Linked DNA regions of Xenopus tropicalis: region 1 is linked to region 2. A link is a contact called in public Hi-C data. All regions are on one chromosome and are shown on one strand. Each heading gives the region's core, a stretch centred on a gene start, on an enhancer-like site or on the middle of the called end of the contact. The rest is flanking DNA. Distances are from core to core; before and after follow the strand shown.

Evidence for each region. Hi-C and Micro-C count contacts between places; a contact is called where the count stands out from the background.
Region 1: a Hi-C map of neurula embryo shows a contact between it and region 2, with 2.2 times the contacts expected there. The contact joins the enhancer-like site here to the promoter of cstf3 in region 2. A contact is called at or near these places in 2 of 5 Hi-C or Micro-C datasets (brain and neurula embryo).

What each region holds. Positions count from the first base shown.
Region 1 is chr4:18,478,172-18,484,602 of UCB_Xtro_10.0, reverse strand. hipk3 (homeodomain interacting protein kinase 3) reads right to left here. Exons shown (of 16, transcript NM_001079256.1): 3 at 2,742-2,865; 4 at 1,381-1,500; 5 at 809-895. Among named protein-coding and RNA genes, the nearest start is that of tcp11l1, 38 kb to the left of the region's middle. Within about 2 kb of position 3,957, at least 2 of the 11 cell types and tissues checked have an H3K27ac peak or open chromatin away from gene starts, as enhancers often do. A contact at or near this core is called in neurula embryo, where this site is marked.
Region 2 is chr4:18,403,912-18,410,224 of UCB_Xtro_10.0, reverse strand. It overlaps cstf3 (cleavage stimulation factor, 3' pre-RNA, subunit 3), which reads left to right and starts at 4,436. Exons shown (of 21, transcript NM_203831.1): 1 at 4,436-4,560. The coding sequence starts at 4,531. LOC116410301 (a long non-coding RNA gene) reads right to left here and starts at 4,366. Exons shown (of 4, transcript XR_004222258.1): 1 at 4,229-4,366; 2 at 3,980-4,091.

The DNA.
Region 1 (6,431 bases), core at 2,708-5,207, 75 kb before region 2:
AAGAGTTTGCAGATTATCGTATGGCCGAGATCGGATTATAATGATGAAAAACAAATGCCGTAGGGGCGTGGACTGCATCAACTAGCTGATATGGTTCTGCCCGTACTGGATTTTTAACCTTGCCAGATCAACAACAGCCAGATTTTCAGCCAGATGTCAGTAGGGCAGCTCCATCAAAGGACCCATACACAAGCCAATAAGCAGTTCTTATTGGCCCAAGTATGGCCACCTTAAGGCAACACAGCCATAGAAAAAGAAGGGGGTTAACACTCAGTTATCTCAATTTTACAAACTCAGCTGGTAAAAGGGAAAAGGGGTCTATATCCCCTTTAATTTATACTTGGAAATGTAACTTGTGGATTTTTTTTAATAAAGAAATTTGGACTGTGAGCTAAGTACTACAGGTATGGGACTTGTTATCCAGAATGCTCGGGACCTGGGGTTTTCTGGATAAGGGGCCCCTCCGTAATCTGGATGTCCATACCTTAAGTCTGCTAAAAATAACTTCAATTAAACCCAATAGGACTGTTTTGCCTCCAGTAAGGATTACTTAAATACAAGGTACAGTTTTATTATTACAGAGGAAAAGACTTTTTAAAATTTGAATTATTTGATTAAAATCAAATGGGAGATGGCCTTCTCGTAATTCTAAGCTTTCTGAATAATGGGTTTCCGGATAACAGATCCCACGCCTGTACTTTAATTGCTGTGAACATATTTAAGTAAAAAAAAAAAAAAATGAGCACCCATACACACAATAAAACCGAAAAGACTGATGATAAAACCAGATAAACTATGCAATACTTACGTGCACTATTTCATCCAAGTTGTTGAAAATATACTTCCTAGTTTCTTTTGACTTAATTCCTGTTTCTGCTTCGTGCTCTTCCAATGTCTTATGGAAAAGAAAAGAATGTGTAATGCAATGTATAATGTTTACACTAAACTATATCGATACGCTCATTTAACATTACTTTCGCAATATTGCAGCACACTGTATTGCGGACAATACATGCCTGGGGAAGAGAACTAAGCAGTCCTGAAAGCTAGCATCTTTCAATAAACAATAAAAGTTCTCACCAACTTTACATTTTTCTACACCTGAGAGAGAAATGGGCCTTGCTGTAATTATGGCTCGCACACACAAGCGTCTGCCTGCTCCCAACATGAAAATGTGTCAGCAGCATGTGTCATATCCATAGAAATTACCATAGACTATTCTCTGAGAACAGTCTTTGTCTCTTTTCCCAGGGAACACATTTTAACAACAGGAAAGCTGTCTAAATGTAGAATGTACTTACCTCCTAGCTGCAACAGTAAATGTAACAGATGTGCACAAAGACAGAGATGGGCATGAAGGAACAGCTAGCAGGAACTTACTTTTAACCTCCAGCTGGGGTATGGGGCATCCGGCTCGCGACAAAAGAATCTGGATGTTTTTGTACCCGCATTTATTAGCGAATCCCCAGGTAACCCTTGTGTCTGTGAAATATATCTGATCTGGAAAAGGACAGAAAAAGAGAGAGAGATATATTCAGTATTCAACATTCTCTAAACACTGTACTGGCTCCATAAATATCTGACCTATGTACAGATGTTTTACACGCAGTCCTGCAGCAATAGCCATAGGAATACTAAGTACAGGTGTAGTGGATCTGTGGGTCACTGGCCAGATATGTAAACCCTCAGAACAATCAATGTAGAACAGCTCTTCTGAGCACTTCTGCCAGTTACTTCTTTCATGTCAAGCGATTAGTTTTTACACTGCTCATATTATCATTTTGAAAGAACAGCACCACTTGCTATTTAAGTCCAATGGACACCGTTGGCAGAAAATGGAAGCAAATGAAAAGGCCTGTTGATGCTGAAAATGAAATTAGTGAGAAGAGTCTGATTTTTCTTTAGCCACTTCAAAGCAGAACAACTTTCACTAACCTCATTTTTCCTACTGACCAGTGTGTCCAGTCAGAATAACAGCAAGTGGTGTTGTTGCTTTAAATTCATTATATCAGAGGGGTTACATTTATTATACTAGTAGGGTAAAAAAAAACTGGTAATATCCTGAAAAGTAAAACAAAAAAATAATGTGAAATATACTAACTATACTAACACCAATTTACATTTCCTTTAAAGTTTAAACTATTAAAGTAATAAATTTGTTACTTTTTCAGTCCATTTGCTTGTAAAGCACTGAGTTATGAGGTATGTATCCAGTGGGAAACATGAGAGCTGTTATCATGGTCTGCGTTGGAGTAAGCAGACAGTGCCACCCAGCACTGAGTGATCCTGCCCACTGTGTGTCTGGGCTCAGAGATAAAGGCAAAAGCACAGGAGAGAGCAATATGTGCACCAAGCCTGCTTTAAAAGGGAATGATACCCAGTAGCTTTGGAGTCAACAGCTTTATATATACAGAAGTCATTTCCTTTCAAACAGCATTGCCTTGTTGGAAGCAGACTTTACCAGTGCGCTTCTTATTCATCTATCATATAGTATTTGAAAAGGGATGCTTCTGCTGCATACTATAATTGGCGCTTTTGAGCGCTTAGTGCTGCTTGGCCACAGCCCTCATGTTACGCAGATATAACTGGCGTATATAAAGATTTATATTCCGAAACGTTGTTTATCTCGGCTTTCATTAAATGCATACACAAATGGTTCCAAATTGATGTTTTTTTTCTCTAAATTCAGCCAATGGCATTCAAATAACTGGACGGACATATTCTCCGAGCTGTACACTTACTTGGTCATACTCCTGTGCTCCCGGGTAGAGCGGCCATCCCAGGAACAACTCTGCGATCACACAGCCCAGGGACCACATGTCTATGGCTTCACAAAATGGCAATCCCAAAATGACCTCTGGAGCTCTGAAACAACAAAACATAACCGATATATATATATAAACTATGAAAGAGCAACGGTATTAAGGGATAAAAGACTTTAAAATCATTTAAAGAGGTAATTCACATTTACAGTTTTCCTATTCATCTTCCAGTCTCTTATTCAAACCACTGCCTGGTTGCTAGGGTAAAATGGACCTTAGCAACCAGATAGCTGCTGCAATTCCAAAGCGGAAACCTAATGTTGAGTTAAAAAAACTCAACAAATAAAAAATATAGATCAAATATCGCTGTCTTCATCATACTATGAGTTAATTTAAATTCAAACTACCCCTTTAACATCATGGGAAGCAAATAAAGGTTGCACTTCTTGCTTGAAGATCTTAGTACATCTATAAAACGGGGAAGTGAAAATGTAAAACACGTTGTGGAAAATTCTGCTCCATTTTTAGAAATGAGTTTGTTTAGTTTTTGCTCTCAGTTAGTAAGCCATCTGCCTGCAACCATGATCTAAAGTTTCATTAAACAAAACCGATAAATGAGGGAGTTTTTGGGGACAAAACTATGGCTGCAGGCACCGCAGAGTGAACAAAAGTAGGATGAATTCTTCAAGGGAAATATTTTTACATGTGCGGGCACTGAATCACTCGACTGTCAAGTGAAATGAATTTGGATTATTTGGATTCTTTGTGTTAGTGGCCCAATTAAAGCTGCCCCCGGTAACCCTAGCCATTAGGTCACCTGCGCAAGTCATTCGCCTGTGGCAATAACCAAAGCCAACCTGATAACAAAATCCGCCCATTTGGCTTGAAATGTGAACCCACAAACCCTGCGGCGCTGGGAAATTGGAGGGGGGTGGGGGTTCCTAAAAGGAAGCTTTGAGCTACAATAGCTTTTTTTCACATTTCACTAACAAAGAAAGGAGCCCTTCAGGCAGCAGAAAGTTCTGTTATTACAGGAAGGTTATGGGATGACCCCTGCGAGGAATTGAATTTCCCCGTTTGTATGCTGTGTGCAGGTCCGAGAGTGCCAGCGACAGCTGAACGGCAGCACAGGTGATAGAGCCCAGACAGCTGGACATGGCAGCTGGGAGTCAGGAAGCAGACAAACAGCCCACGTAACCCATTCACTGCCGGAGACAACCAGCAAGCAAGTTTAGGTAGAGAATAACAACAAACAGCAGCTGAAAATTCCCTAGATGCTTTTAATGACGGTTATAAAGTCTTTGTAGCAATGCTAATTAAGGGCAACAGAATTTTAACACCCAATCAGCTGTCACTCTGATCATATAGTAGCTGGGGCCCCTATACACTCTTCTACACCCTATACACTGCTTCTATACCTCTGTCCTTCATTGCACTGTATGGCTGGGAGAGGCTCCTGTGAAAAACCACCCATAAACTCCAATAGCCACAAAAATAATAAATACAATTGGACGCCATGGAAAAAGCTGCCACGAAAAAACACCCATTTGACTTCAGTGTGTTTTGTGAATTCTCACCATTTCCAAAAGAGAAATGGGACAGATTCACTTGTTACTATTCAATTTGTGTGTGGGCAAGTCAACACTTTCCAATGGATTTTTAGAGAAACATGTAAGGTTTAAAAAATAAATAAATAACAATAACAGACCAATGCAATAAAGGCCTTGCAACGCCTGCAGCCCTGAGGAATCCGTACAGATTTGGCATTTCTACGTCACTTTTTAACTGCAAGGACTCAGATAAGGGGAGTTTGCTCGGTGTAAGCCTGTGTTGCTGCTGTTCAAGGTCCATCTTCCCGGCTGGCAGGCCAAAGCAATCAAACACAAGCTTGTACTTGCCAGGGCAACGCTGGGCTACCAATGCTTGTGACAACCAGTCGGTTCAGGGCGTGTGCTACGCTCCCTGGCTGTGCACCAGTTTAACCCAATTTAACACCCACACACAGCATAATTATGATTTACAATTTAACATGCCTCGCTCTGTATCAGAACACCAGCTATAACTTGGGAATTTGGATTTAGCAGAAAACACTCTATCCTGAACTGGCTCCTACCTATCTACTCTATCCATGGGAAGTACATTGCGGCACAAATACCACCATGATAATATACCTCTGACTCACAAGGACCATTTCCCCACCCCCCTTAGGCTGGCAGAGTCATTTAACCCCTCCCTGGCCTAGAAGTCCTTTTGCCTTCAATGGAGGGAGCTGGACTGATTTGCTGGATAGCAAAGTGTCATTAAATCCCAGAAGTCATCAACTCAGCATTAAACAAGGTAAGGGAGGGGGTTGAATGACGTATGGGGAGGTGGGTAAATGGTCCCTGTGAGTCAGAGGTAGGCTATCATAGTGTCCTCTTAAGGTGGCCATACACGGGCCGACTATAGCTGCCGATATCGGTCCCTTGGACCGATTCGGCAGCTAATCAGCCCGTGTATGGGGAGAGCAGATCGGCCCCCCAGGGCCAAACGATCGGATTATTATTTTTTTTACCTAAATGGTCCCAGATATCGCCCACCCGTAGGTGGGGATATCGGGGGAAGATCCGCTCGCTTGGCGACATCGCCAAGCGAGCGGATCTGCTCGTATATGGCCACCTTTAGGGCTCTGGCACACGGGGAGATTAGTCGCCTGTGACAAATCTCCCTTGTTGTGGGCGACTAATCTCCCCTATATGACCGGTGGTGGGATGGCATACGCGGCGCTGCGATTTGCGGAAATAACCGAAGTTGCCTCGAGAGGCAACTTAGGAGATCGCGCTGCCATGCGATACATGGGTATTGTTAATTTAATAAATTCATGAGAATAAATGGTTCTGTAAATTAATTTTGTTTAAAGCTAAATGTCTTTTTCTATTCAGCATGCATTTTTATATTTTGGTAAAAGCTGGATGCTGCATATTGCATCTGAAAATATGCAACGGAACAAAATGAAGGTAAACCATTGATCTAAATGCTCATGCTGTACAACCAGGCACAATAAGATGAAATCAGCTGGTTCGCGTGCCGAGGTGCTCTCAAAACTGCGTCTCAGGCTGATGCCACACATAGGGGCTGATTCATCAAAGTACGAGTTTGAATCCCAAAATGGGAAAAATTCGGATTAGATAAGATATTTCCATTTCTGATGATCGAAAATATCATGAAAATGCTTCCAAAAAAATCGTAATAGTCACAATAATATTGTATTGGCGATCCGAAAGTCACAAAATTTTCGTATCAAACGATCGTAAACGTCGAGAAAACCTTTCTGACTTTGATCCTTCTGTTCATGATTTTGGAAGCCACCCATAGGACTCAATGGCACTCTGCAGCTCCAACCCGGCCCAAGGAAAGCCTCCCATAGGGCTCAATGGCACTCTGCAGCTCCAACCCGGCCCAAGGAAAGTCTCCCATAGGGCTCAATGGCACTCTGCAGCTCCAACCCGGCCCAAGGAAAGTCTCCCATAGGGCTCAATGGCACTCTGCAGCTCCAACCCGGCCCAAGGAAAGTCTCCCATAGGGCTCAATGGCACTCTGCAGCTCCAACCCGGCCCAAGGAAAGTCTCCCATAGGGCTCAATGGCACTCTGCAGCTCCAACCCTGGCCCAAGGAAAGCCTCCCATAGGG
Region 2 (6,313 bases), core at 3,187-5,686:
AAGCCAAGTTGCAATTGGGCCCATTAAGGGTTGTTCCTGGAAGCTTTCTAGTTTAGCCCAGGTAAACTGGAACAGATGTCTCTGCTGGCACACAATAGTGGGAAGGACTGGAAGCCTTCTACCAACAGCTTTGCATTTATAAACCATAGGAAGAAGTGTTAAAGGGGCAGTTCACCTTTATGCTTATTTAGAATGGCCTATTTTAAGCAGCTTTTCGGATGGTCTTCATTTTTTATACTGTACAATTATGTACTTTTCTCTTCCCATCTTCCCATCTCTTGTTTTAGAATATCACTTCAAAGTTAAACTATCCCCCCCTTCAAATTCCCTAATTCACCGGTAACCAATTACATCCATGGTTTTCAGGGGAAGCCTATATAACACAAATCCTTTAGCTCTGCTTTGGGAAGTTAGGACTGTGCTGGCACGCTGGGCTCCAGAGTCTCTATGCACATTCCTACAGGTCAGTTTCCCATACCTCAGTGCGTCTATAAATAATCGCCACTCACATGCGCACCTCAAGCCAACGGCGGGCTCTGAAGGTCAAGGGCACAGCAATTGCCACTTGTAACCCTTAATACAGCATTTTGTAGTCTTTCAAAGCGCGTTTTGTAAACAGTGTTTGTCCCTTTCTATTCTCTGCTCTGGTGGTTCTGACTTCTGACACAATGTAGAAGGAGCCAGCTATTTAACAGAAACAAGCGAGCCTGATGGCTGTTGCTGCATTGTTTGGATTTCTGTGCCTTGATAGGGAAGTGTAATCAAACAGTTAAATCTCCTTCCTTTTCTCACCCCTGGTGGTACCAGCCAGTGCTGGGGCAGTGCGTGAATGGACTTAGAGACAGAGTGAATTAATCAGGCGCTGGGAGTTGTCCAAGCTCTTCCCCAGAAGCAGAGAATGTTGAAATATACAGGCAAACACTGCATACCCGGGTACAGGTGGCAAATGGGGATGTTAATGGGCAAGACCTCCAAATACAGTGACAGACACTATCCATCTAGTTGAGCCAGTGGTAAGGGTAGGAATGTAATGTTATCTGGTTGCTAGGGGTTAATAACAGAGAAGACTGACAGCAGAAAGAAAACTGACAAGGTACAAGCTTCAGCAAAATCCAGCACCCGCCTGGCGGTTTAATACATGTCCATCACCCCACGCAAGCATTTTAGCGTTTGCTTTAATATCTAAACTTGGCTTGACTGCCATCTAGTGGGTGTATTAAATAATGTCATTTGCTTATGCATGAAAATTACATATAGAATTGTGTTCTTTAAAGGGGAACCCGACCCAAAAACTGCTTTTACATAATGAAAGAAGTTGGAATTCTATGCAAGTTTCCAAATGACAATTATTAACATTTTTAAATGGTTTGAAACCACTGGAGTGCAAATAAGTATTTGTTTATCCCTTTTTCTGTGCTTTGGTTCTCACTCTTGAAACAATGTAGCTTAACTTCTCGATCCTGTTAATTAGCTGGCCTCTGTTGTGTTATATCAGAAGACAGAACCAGACTGACTGCAAGGGCAGAGAATACTAAAGCTGGCCATACACGCACCGATAATATCGTACGAAACCTTGTTTCGTAAGATATTTGGTGTGTGTATGGCAAGTCGGCGAGTCAACCGATATCGCAGGAGGCTGCTGATATCGGTCGACTCGCCGATCGGGCGGGTTAAAAAATTTTGATTGGGCGCCATAGAAGGCGCCTGAGCAAAATCTGCCTTCAGGGCTGAATCGGCAGAAGGAGGTAGAAATCCTGCGATGGTCGCATGAAAGATCTACAGACAGATACTGCTATCAATTCCATTCACAACTGTAAGAAATGTATACTGGGAAGCTGCATAATATGACATTTTCTTTCATTAGGAAAAAAAAACAGTTTTTGAGGGAGATCCTCTTTAATAAGTCATGTAATCAGCCCCATTCTGTTCATACCATTTTTTGAATGGCTATTTCTGCAGATTATATAGAATGGCACATTATTCCTTCTTTCAGAACAACCCATGCTGATGCTAACTGCTAATGATGGTTAGTGGGGTGCACGTTCTAGCCAAAAAAAAGAGAATTTCACTTACCTTCTCGTTGTAAATTCCATTTCTTCTAGTCCCGACAGGTCGGTACAGGGTTTATGTGTACTGACATGGAGGGATCCAGATGAAAAAGAGAATTTCACTTACCTTCTTGTTGTTATTCCATTTCTTTTAGTCCCGAAATATCAGTACACATAAACCTTGTGCAGACATGGAGGGACGCAGAAGAAATAGTGCTTATGAGCTCCTTCCCCAAAATGCAATAGTGGGTGCAAAAGCAAGCAAAAAAGCAAGGGGTCACACATCTATTTACACCTGCCTAGTGGGTTAAGGGGAAAAAAGGCATTAGGCAGTCCTTTGGGGGTCACAATATTTTCCCATAGGGATCTGTAGCGAAGGAAGTTTATACATTGACATCCTGACCCCTTAGCCCAGGGGTCCCCAACCTTTCTTGCTTGTGAGCCACAGTCAAATGTAAAAAGACTTGGAGAGCAACACAAGCACCATAAACGTTTATGGAGGAGCCAAATAAGGGATAAGATTGGCATCCAAGTGGTTGGTGAGCAACATGTTGCTCACTAGCCACTGGTTGGGGATCACTGCCTTAGCCAATTAGAATGGGCCTACTTGTAAAAATAAAAATTCCCAAAGCCCTACTTATGCACCTACCTGCTTATACCTCAGAGAGGGGTTCTTCTAAATGAAAATATAAACCCTTGCTCTTTAGAGCTGGCCATACACGCACCAATATAATCACACAAAAGTTTTGTACGATTTTCAGATCAGGTGTGGGCTCTGGATTATTGTCCTGACAATTTTCATACCATGGCGGTCATTTAGTTGATCAGACAGGTTGGAAAATGTCTGTTAGATAATGATAATATTTGTGCATGTATTGCCTATCTGACGATATCCATGGGTGCCCTACATTCTATTTCCGGGACATAACTTTTATACGATTGTTGTCTGGCAATTATTAATGTCCAAAACATCATTATATTTGTTATTTACTGGTAATTTATTTAATTTTATACTATAATCCTACAGTTTCAGTCTGAATGTTAGTTTTAGATTGTTGAATTAGGGTGAAGACACACTGAGCTACTTGTAGCAGCTACTTTTTCATGGCTACTAAACTCCAGAAAATTCCCTGCCATAGACAATACTGAGAATTGCCTCTGCTAAAACACACGTAGAGACAATTATCAGTAACAGCATTGTCTGTTTTAGTAGCCACGAGAAGTAGCTGCTACTAGTAGCTCCATGTGCCTTCACCCTTAGGGCTCTGGCACACGGGGAGATTAGTCGCCCGCGACAAATTTCCCTTGTCATGGGCGACTAATCTCCCCGAACTACCATCCGGCAAACATGTAAGTCGCCGGTGGGATGGTACACGCTGTGCAGGCGATTTCGGCAAATCGCTGAAGTTGCCAAGCGAGGTTTTTTTGGTGATTTGCCGAAATCGTGCCGCCGCGTGTGCCATCCCACCGGCGACTTACATTTTCGCCGGTGGGATGGCAACTGATGGCAACTCGGGGAGATTAGTTGCCCGCGAACAGGGAGATTTGTTGCGGGTGACTAATCTCCCCATGTGCCGGAGCCCTTAGGGCAGTGACACACGGGGAGAATAGTCGCTGCGCAACAAATCTTCGTTGCCATGGGTTGTAAATTGCCAGTGGGATGGCATACGCGGCGCTGCGATTTGCCGAAGTCGCCCAAAGTTTCCTCTCAAGGCAACTTTGGCAAATTGCGGCGCCGTGTACGCCATTCCACTGGCAATTTACATTCTAGCCGCTGGGATGGCATTGCGGGGAGATTAGTCGCCCGGTATTTATACCCCCAGTGGGGGGCGAAGCATAATAGGGTGACAAGCATAACCAAAAACCTCTGGATGGTGGCTGATATCTATGTGTTTAATCATTAGAACATGGAGAGTATAGAGCTGCCTTACCTCTCTCATAACCATGCATGAATCTGAGGTATTTTTGTGTAGATTTTATTCATTTGTAATTGTCACTCAAGCTCTTAGAAGGCTGTCCGGGACCCGGAGATGTGGGACACACCTGTGTATACACAGAAATATAACAATAATTTCAAATATTTGGACTTTTACTCATAATTTGGTTATAGGCCAGTCCACCCCTGCTGGGACACCGACAGAAAATCCCATAGCAACAGCAGCATAGGTTTTCAACTTTACCTCAGCAACAACAATACAAACCAGCGCCTATTGAGCGGCGCCACTCCCATATAACTAGGCGCAGGGCTGGCTCATTAGTCCTCCCACAGTGTAAGTTCCGGTTGCAGGCAGGCGGTGGCGCTGTTGGGAATCTGCTCATTCCGCTCCTAGCGCCGCAGTCCCTGGGATTTTTCCTGCCGCCATTTTGTCAGGCAGTGCTGCAGGCGGCTGCTCTCCACAGGCAGGCGGGGAGGTGTGTGCGGTACAGCGGGAGGCAGCAGTGACGGCACCGGGTGGATTTGTGCTGTAGAAGGGAGAGGATGATGGCGACTGGAGAAGTCCCGGCTGAGCAAGTGAGTGGCGGGGTGTGGAGGCCGGACTGGGGGTTCCTGAGGGAGGGGAAAGGCCTCACACCAAGGGCATGTGGGAATGGGAACAGCGCTTTCTATGTTGTGATGGAAAAAGGGGCAAGGCTGCTCTGGCACTAGGCGCTATTATTCCTGCCTGTGTATCCAGGTCTTCTGAAACTGCAACTCCCACATTTCACAGTTGTACTGGAGGCGGAAGGTTGCACAACTATTGTATGGATTGTAGGTGGCACCCTCTTTCCTTACTACACACCCTGTCCCATAGCCCCTTCCCCTGACACCATCTTGCCTAACTACACACTGTATCACAGCTCCAGCCTGCCCCAGGGCACCCTCTTTCCTTACTACACACCCTGTCCCATAGCCCCTTCCCCTGACACCATCTTGCCTAACTACACACTGTATCACAGCTCCAGCCTGCCCCAGGGCACCCTCTTTCCTTCTACACACCCTGTCTTACATTCTATTCTGCAGCCATAATCTTGCCTCATATATATGGCTCCACCTATACTATCCTATACACCTTATATTTGTATATTTTTCCTGTCATGCCACTTTGCTATACCTCTGCAATATAATGTCTGCACTGCAAATCCCACACAAACTGCAGACCAGGGAAGACACTCCCTATTTAGCTCCTACCAAGCCACCCTGTGGCACTACTGATTGTGTAGCCACCTTGCCACTTTTAAACCAGAATTGCTTTATGCTGCATAGCTGCACTACAGCCGGATTAGTCTGCATCATACTTATAAATTAATTTATTAGCAATGCAGGATGGGGTTTGGGGGTGAGATGGCAGTTCATGTGCGGACCTGTGGGAGAGGGAGGGTGCTGCTATGCAGGCAAAGGCACACATAACAAAGAATCCCTGTATGTACAGTTGGGGATAACTGCAACTAGTTGGTGTTGCCATTCTGTCAAACAAGTGTTCTGAGGCAGAACTGAGGTGAAGTGTCACATAGACACTTGGGCACTCCAACCTAAACTGGCTGTTTTAATGCCTGTATTTGTGCCACCTAAGGGCCAAGGTTTAACAGTCTGGTACAAATTGATTATTTTGGGTTAAGAATGCAACAGACATTTAACAACTGAACCCTTTGTGTGAATTGGGCACTTTTATATGGCAGACTGTGGAAGTCTGCAAACCCTGCTGCCTGAGCATACTAGTACAGGTATAAGACCCATTATCCAGAATGCTCGGGACCAAGGGTATTCCGGATAACGGGTCTTTCCATAATTTGGATCTCCATACCTTAAGTCTACTAAAAAATTAATAAAACATTAATTAAACCCAATAGGATTGTTTTGCATCCAATAAGGATTATTTATGTCTTAGTTGGGATCAATTACAAGGTTCTGTTTTTTATTTTTACATAAAAAAAGGAAATCAGTTTTAAAATTCTGAATTATTTGCTTATAATGGAGTCTATGTGAGACGGGCTTTCCGTAATTCGGAGCTTTCTGGATAACGGGTTTCCGGATAAGGGGTCCGATACCTGTACCAACAATTATATAGTGAGTAATGTACCCTCTATTAAACATAAGGATATTAGAAGTCACTGAGGTGTTCTGTGCCCATATAAAGGCACAAGGCTGCAGGCTGAGTTATACAGGGAACTCTGAGTATCACTCATGTATTATAAGGGATAATGTACCCCCTACTGTAAATGATAAGGATATTAGCAGTCACTGAGGGGTTCTGTGCCCATATAAAGGCACAAGGCTGCAGGCTGAG